Linked DNA regions of Zea mays: region 1 is linked to region 2. The links are chromatin contacts, called in public Hi-C maps. All regions are on one chromosome and are shown on one strand. The core of a region is the stretch at or near the end of the contact, and the rest is flanking DNA. Distances in the headings are between cores, read along the strand shown. Region 1 holds the start of LOC542083 (histone acetyltransferase 1). Region 2 holds the start of LOC103632616 (Retinol dehydrogenase 13).

The links. A called contact is a pair of places that touch in the nucleus more often than the background predicts.
Region 1: a contact with region 2 is called in a Hi-C map of endosperm, with 2.9 times the contacts expected there. The contact joins the promoter of LOC542083 here to the promoter of LOC103632616 in region 2. A contact is called at or near these places in 4 of 25 Hi-C or Micro-C datasets (ear, endosperm, tassel and 1 more).

What each region holds. Positions count from the first base shown.
Region 1 is chr7:99,572,089-99,575,505 of Zm-B73-REFERENCE-NAM-5.0, reverse strand. It overlaps LOC542083 (histone acetyltransferase 1), which reads right to left and starts at 1,630. Exons shown (of 10, transcript NM_001111717.1): 1 at 1,491-1,630; 2 at 675-716; 3 at 266-375; 4 at 96-164. The coding sequence starts at 1,575.
Region 2 is chr7:99,207,198-99,210,422 of Zm-B73-REFERENCE-NAM-5.0, reverse strand. It overlaps LOC103632616 (Retinol dehydrogenase 13), which reads left to right and starts at 1,780. Exons shown (of 5, transcript XM_008654369.3): 1 at 1,780-2,608. The coding sequence starts at 2,084.

The DNA of each region.
Region 1 (3,417 bases), core at 381-2,880, 370 kb before region 2:
AAACATCTATACCCATAAAGAAGTCAAAGTTTTACACAAATGGATCATAACAACAGCGTAGTTACTTGAATATTCTTTGATAAACTAGTACTCACATCAGATGTTTCGTCAAATGAAACATCAGCATATCCATGGAAAGATTTCGCACTTATCCACACATTTATCTGTAACAAACAAACACATCAAATACAATCATGTGGGATAACTAACATGTCAGGCTGGTGGGAGAAAGGACTAGAGTATTATTTCAATAACAGTCCTTTACCTTAAGATTTTTGTAACCATATATTTTTCCATCTTCACCAAAAAAATGGTTTAGGTCAAATGGCTGAATAGCAGTGCAGTCTACAGAGCTCACCTCGCCTGGATTCCATACTGCCATAAAACCAATGCAAGAAAAAAAATAACTTTCTGAAGGAACTAAATTCACTAAGTATATATGTGAAAAGAGTTATTGAAACTAGTGGGAATATGAGACAAACGGACAAGCATACATAGTACATACAGAAGGGGTGTAATAGTTGCTAAAAGGGTTGATTAGAAATATGACACTCCAATTTTGAAAAGTAAGAAAGCAGTTCATTTTCATGCCACTCCATGGCATGAAAATGAACCAACCATCTAATTTTGTAAAAATTACAATCTGCAGAGGGATGCTGAAAGTAATTCCATACCTAGAAACACTTTCATACACTCATTTGCCTCAACACCAGCATCTGCACAACAATAGGAAATAGAAAGTGGCTTAACCAGTTCATCTGTATGTCGGAAATAAACAAAAACGGCTGAAGGCACAGAAACGTGCAAGGGACATCCACACAGATGAACACACAGCGCAATTAACCTGTATGATTGTATCTCATAGAGCAATCCTTATGGGACTGATAGAACCCCAAAAGCATGATATCTCTTCAGGTTTGCAGAAACCAAAACAGGTCTACAGTTTAAATTATGTCAAGTGCACTCCACAAAGAAAGCAAAATGAAGAAAAATGTAAGATGAATAGAATGAGGTTCACCATTTCCTTATCACACTTTAACCTGTGTGACTATCCAAATCCTCTAAAGACAATGCATCAGGGGCTTAACCAAACAAAAGGTTAGATCCAATGCTCCACAAGCAGACAAGCAATAAATTACAGACAATGCACAGCCTCGATCCAGAAAACAGGGCAAAGCCTAACAATTTAGCAACTTCTTTCCACCTCCTTTTTACTAATAGAGAATAAACTCCCCACGCTTCAATGTCGCAACCACCAAATTAAGCAAGGCAGACACATCTAAATGAGAAGCAGCAGCCTCTCGGCTACGCTCCACAGGCATATCCGGCGGAAGCCGCCAGGCCAAAATAAACATAAAAATGAACACACGCCGGAACCCAACAAGACAGCAGGCGCGTCACAACACGAATGGGATCTGCAGCGCCTGACTCGCAGCCAGACGCACGAATCGCCGGAAATGAGAGGGTGATGCGTAGATCGAGTTTGGTACCGGTGTCGGAGAAGAAGACGCGGCGGCGCTTCTTGGTACCGGTGGCGGTGGCGGCGGCGTCGGTGTCCTTCTGCTTGAGCGCCATGGGGGAGGGGAGGACGGCGCGTCTGCCTGGGGTCGTTAGCGAGCTAGGGTTTTGGGATTTTGGGAGTAGAAGAGGCGGGAGTGAGGAGGCGGGAAAGAAATGGGGAATCGATGGCTGCGTTCGGGCGCGGCGGCGGGCGGCGGGCGGCGCGAGCTCCAAAATAAGGACATTATTGTCATGTTCACCGATGCCACATCACCTATATAAGGGGGGGGTTTGGTTACACCCAGCTAAAATTTAGCCCATATCCCATCGAATGTTTGAACCTCCGTTCCGGGTATTAAATGTAGTCAGATTATAAAACTAATTTGTGAGCCGAAGATTAAAAGACGAGACGAATCTAATCCAGTTGGTTGGGTCTATATTTCATACTCCTATTTAAAAGTCAAACGCTTGATGTGACCCAGGCTAAACTTTAGCAGGAGCAACTAAGGGTGGGAATGGATTGTGATCCATATGGTTCTTCACAAAATATCAAGGCCCTAAATAAATTATAGTTCAAAAATGAGTAGAAATAAAGCTCGATCCTAATCCGACTTGATCCTTAAATCTTATAGTGCAAAATTTACAGCCCATTGTCAGCCCTAGGAGCAACCAAACACCCCCTAAGTAATATGTTTATCATTTTTAGTCAGGTGCGATACCGCAGAATACAACTTAACAAGCCTTTTAACGGTTCATGGCCTTTACCGTAGGTGGCGTGAGTACAATGGTGATGGCAAAATCCATGATTAATCATAAATACAGAACGAGATAAATATGTAATATTATTATAAATACGTAGATCAAAATAGATTTAACTGATGTTAAACAAATATTATTAATATCGTACAAATTATTTTTTAAAGAGTAAATATAGAATGCGAAGATGACAGCACCAACGTCTCAGCTGAAGGAAGATCGACAATTTGTACCCACATCATGGTGATAGCAGTTTCCACAAGAAAATCCTTGATTATTATTTCGATATGCTTTGTGACACTTTCTTCTCTTGGAGTTATGACCATGTAAATGTATAATAATACTTACATTTCTTGTTTCTATGGATGATGTAAACGATGCATGTACTTTCTTCTTAATAAACCTGCTGGAAGAAGCGAAGCTACTTCGAGGGGTGGTCACGAGTGACACAAGGGCGCTAAAATAGGCAGCCAGACGGTTCGGCCCTAGGGCCGGACGATCCGCACTAATGGTGTGAATGGTCCACACGCGTGCAGAATTAGTTAGCTAAAATCGTAGATTTAGCTCGGGTACGGATTGTAGCGGGTCCAGACCCTCTCTCTATATATACATAGAGTACTACGGTCGATTAATCTTCATCAATCGAATCAATAATCAGTTTACATCTCGTTTTTACCTTAGACATTAGAAGTAGTTCTAATTTAGCTCTATATTAGCCTTTCCTACCCCAAATTCTCTGCTTCTCTTCGGCTCTACGTCGATTAGAGGTGTCTAGGGTGGCCTGTCGACCCTAGACAAGGCTTAGTACCTCTCCTCCCAGACGGGGTCACTCTCAGCAGCGAGATCTAGCACCGCCGGCGAACTCCGCCGCCCTGGGTACGCGCGGACTGTTCGGCCTCAGGCGCGGACCGTCCGGCCTGTCAGGCAGGGAACCAGCCTCTGCGCCAGGTCGTGTACCGTCCGGCCCCTGGCCGCGGACCGTCCGCACCTCCGCAGAGAGCACCGCTACAGGTTCTCAACGCAGTGATTGGCGTCCGGATCTGCGGCAACAAAAACAACATAGTATTGCACCACAATGTTGTCTATGTCTTATTGCTTTCCTAAGTAACCATATCTAGATGTATGTTTGATAATTGTCTTGTTTGGATATATGTGATTGGT
Region 2 (3,225 bases), core at 531-3,030:
CAGAGTGTCTTTCTTTCTTTCTTTCTTTGGGCAGCCTTAACACATACGGCCTTTGGTAATGAAGTTGATGGAGGACGCCGTCACGGGCCATTTGCTTTCACCTTACTTTCAACTCGATCGTTCCTAGGAGTATTTATAATCTTTGTAAAATAGAGAATTTGTAATGTATATTATATTATTTATAAAGTAAAGATTAAAATATAAGATGAGATAAGATACACAGCCTCATAGCATCTCGCATGTTTTGCCTAGGGTAGTAACTTCTGACGTTGGCTGTGTATGGCACAAAGCTAGCAAGAGAGGGAGCAGCAGTGTCTATAGATCCGTCACGTCAACGTAATGCCAACGCTGGCTTTGCATTATACCAAATGCGTGCCTTTAACTTTCTCCATCAAGTTATACAAAACGTCTAACTATAACAAGAAAAATATAGTTCATACTTAAGATATGTTATATGTTAAGCAATACTTAAGATATGTTATACAAAACGTCTAACTATAATTCAAAGCCGTACTTAAGATATGTTATACATTAAGCAATATAACAATAAAAATAAATAATATTATGATTTTTTGAGTGAGACAAGTCCGCATAGAAAAGTTAAACTAATTATAAATTAGAACGAAGAAAGTATGTTTTAATGTCTCAACTCTGATCAATTATAAGTAAAAATATTAATATTTATAATATTAAAAATATTATTATATTATTTATAGAAACATATTGTTATACTAAATCGACCACTTTAACTGGCATGCAATCCATAATCACGTTCTTTTTATGACGGAGAAAAGCACATAAAAGCCAAAAGAAAAATTATCTCATAAACGATACCTGTTTCATTATAAGCGTGAATAGCAATAAAAAAGTATAAGCGTGAATTCAGTCGCTTAACAATCCGCTTTATGCAAATTACCTATTTTTTTAACTCAATTATAAAACCAGTTGTAAAAAAAACAAGTATGTTGCAATCATATGTACGGTACTTTCAAACCACACATCCAAATCGACGCCACTCCCTCAACACCATAATAAAATAGTTGACCCTTTAAGATTAAGAATGTGTTTGAATGCACTATAACTAATAGTTAGCTGACTAAAAAGTGACACTTGAAATTAACCAGCTAATTGGCTAATTATTAGCTAATTTTAGCTGTGTGGAACCAGCTAATAGGCTAATGAGTAGTTGAGAGTGTAGCTAATAGTTAGTTGGACTATTAGTTAAGATAGTTTAGATGTTAGATAATAGCTAAACTATTATTTAGAATGTTTGGATATCTCTATCTAATTTTAACAGTTAAGTATTTAATATAATGTATTTAAACTTGTTCTAAATTTTGTCTTAAAATAGTTGCCATTGTCAATCTTTAATGGACATTTTTTTTGCTTCTGTTACATATTTTTTTATCTAATACATCTATATCTCTAGTTTTAAGTGGTATTTTGGTTTGTTTGTCTTCTGTATTGGTCTGAAGGACACATACGATGTTTATAGGTTATGAAGCAACACGCGCAAGCTGTTTTTATTTTCAATTTCCTATAAGAAATTTACACCAAATGTGTAAACATGCTTTACTTCCTTAACATTATTTTTGTCATCGTAAAAATGAAAACACGGTAAGGAAAGATATAATATGTAAGGTATAAACCGTGCAAACAAGACATAATAATGAAGATGAAAAACCTTTCTAAAATATTCAAGAAAGTGATAGTTGTTTAAAAAATATGTATATTTTTAAAAACCTCTCATCTCTATCCTTATGTTTATTTGTAGCAATGGGTTGATAAATCACTGGTTAGCTGCGAGTAGCCCTTGCAATTTACACCGCGAATTGCCATCTCGCTCGCTGTAGTTGGGAAGAGGGCTTTCCCTCTTTCTCTCTCCTCGTCATCCCCAGCGACGAAAAGCGTCTCATCGCCTTTCTCTCTCCTCTCTCCGGACCGGAGCCTACTCTCTCCACTAGAGAGCGCGGGACCTAGCACGAGTAGAGGGAGAAGTTGAGGGGGAGGTCGTCGCCGCCGCCGCCGCCGCCGCCGCCGCCGCCGCCGCCGCGAGGTCACCGTCGTCGCCGCCGCCGCTGCGATGGCTCGCCTGTTCCGCGAGTCTCGCCGCGACTCGTCCCACTCCTCCTCGTCCAACGGCTTCCTCCCTCCGGCGGCGGCTTCCAGCCCCTCTTCCGCCTCCGCGATCCCCTCGCCATTCCCGGACCTCGGGGTCGCCCTCTCCGCCGCAGACCTCCGGGAGGCCGCCTACGAGGTGCTGGTCGCGGCCTCCCGCACCACGGGCGGGAAGCCCCTCACCTATATCCCCCAGTCCTCGTCGGTGGCCACGGGGCCGCCGGTGTCCCCGGCCTCCTCCGCGTCCTCGGCCTCATCCGCCTCGCTCCAGCGCTCCCTCACCTCTGCCGCCGCCAGCAAGATGAAGAAGGCGCTCGGGCTCCGGTCCTCCGCCTCCTCCAAGGGTGTCGGCAGCCCCGGGAGTGGCGGGAAGGCGGCGCCCCCGCGGAGGCCCGCCACGGTTGGGGAGCTCATGCGGGTGCAGATGCGCATCTCCGAGCCCGCCGACGCCAGGATCCGCAGGGGGCTCCTCCGCATCGCCGCCAGCCAGGTAGGATTTCGCGTTCGGCTGCTGAGATTTCCGCTGGAATGTAGCTTGGATTTCAGGTCTTTGACTGATCCTCGTTTGCGTGCTCGTTCCAATGCTGGCGTTGGTGGATTGTAATGTAGATCTGGAGTCGGTCAAGCGTGCCATGCTGTTCTCGGAGTTTGTTGAAGTGTCGGTCGAGAATTCAAATTTAGCTAAACTCACACCTAATTTCTTATTTTATTTAAAATTATACTATGTCTTACTATATATTTTTAGTTCAGAATTGGAATGCCGTCGCCAAACATGCGGCATTTTTATTGGGATGGGAATGGAATAACTTATCTGTTCTTTCGCTTTTTTTTGTTTTACAAATATTGTAATTTGGGTGTTGGCTGGAACAGCTGTTATTAATATCTGTTGCCTTCGTACCTAATTAAGGGGTTGTTTGGCATTGCTCCAGAGCAAAACTCCAAAAGGGAACTGACTAGAGCCAGCCAAACACCCTACCTTAGTTGCATTGAGTTTTGAAAGCGGCCAAACAAATTATTGGAGTATCTTTTTTGCTGCTATGAAATCCTTAAAAACAAACTATACATGGAGTTTGAGGGTATTTACCTACCACTATCACTGGTTATGAG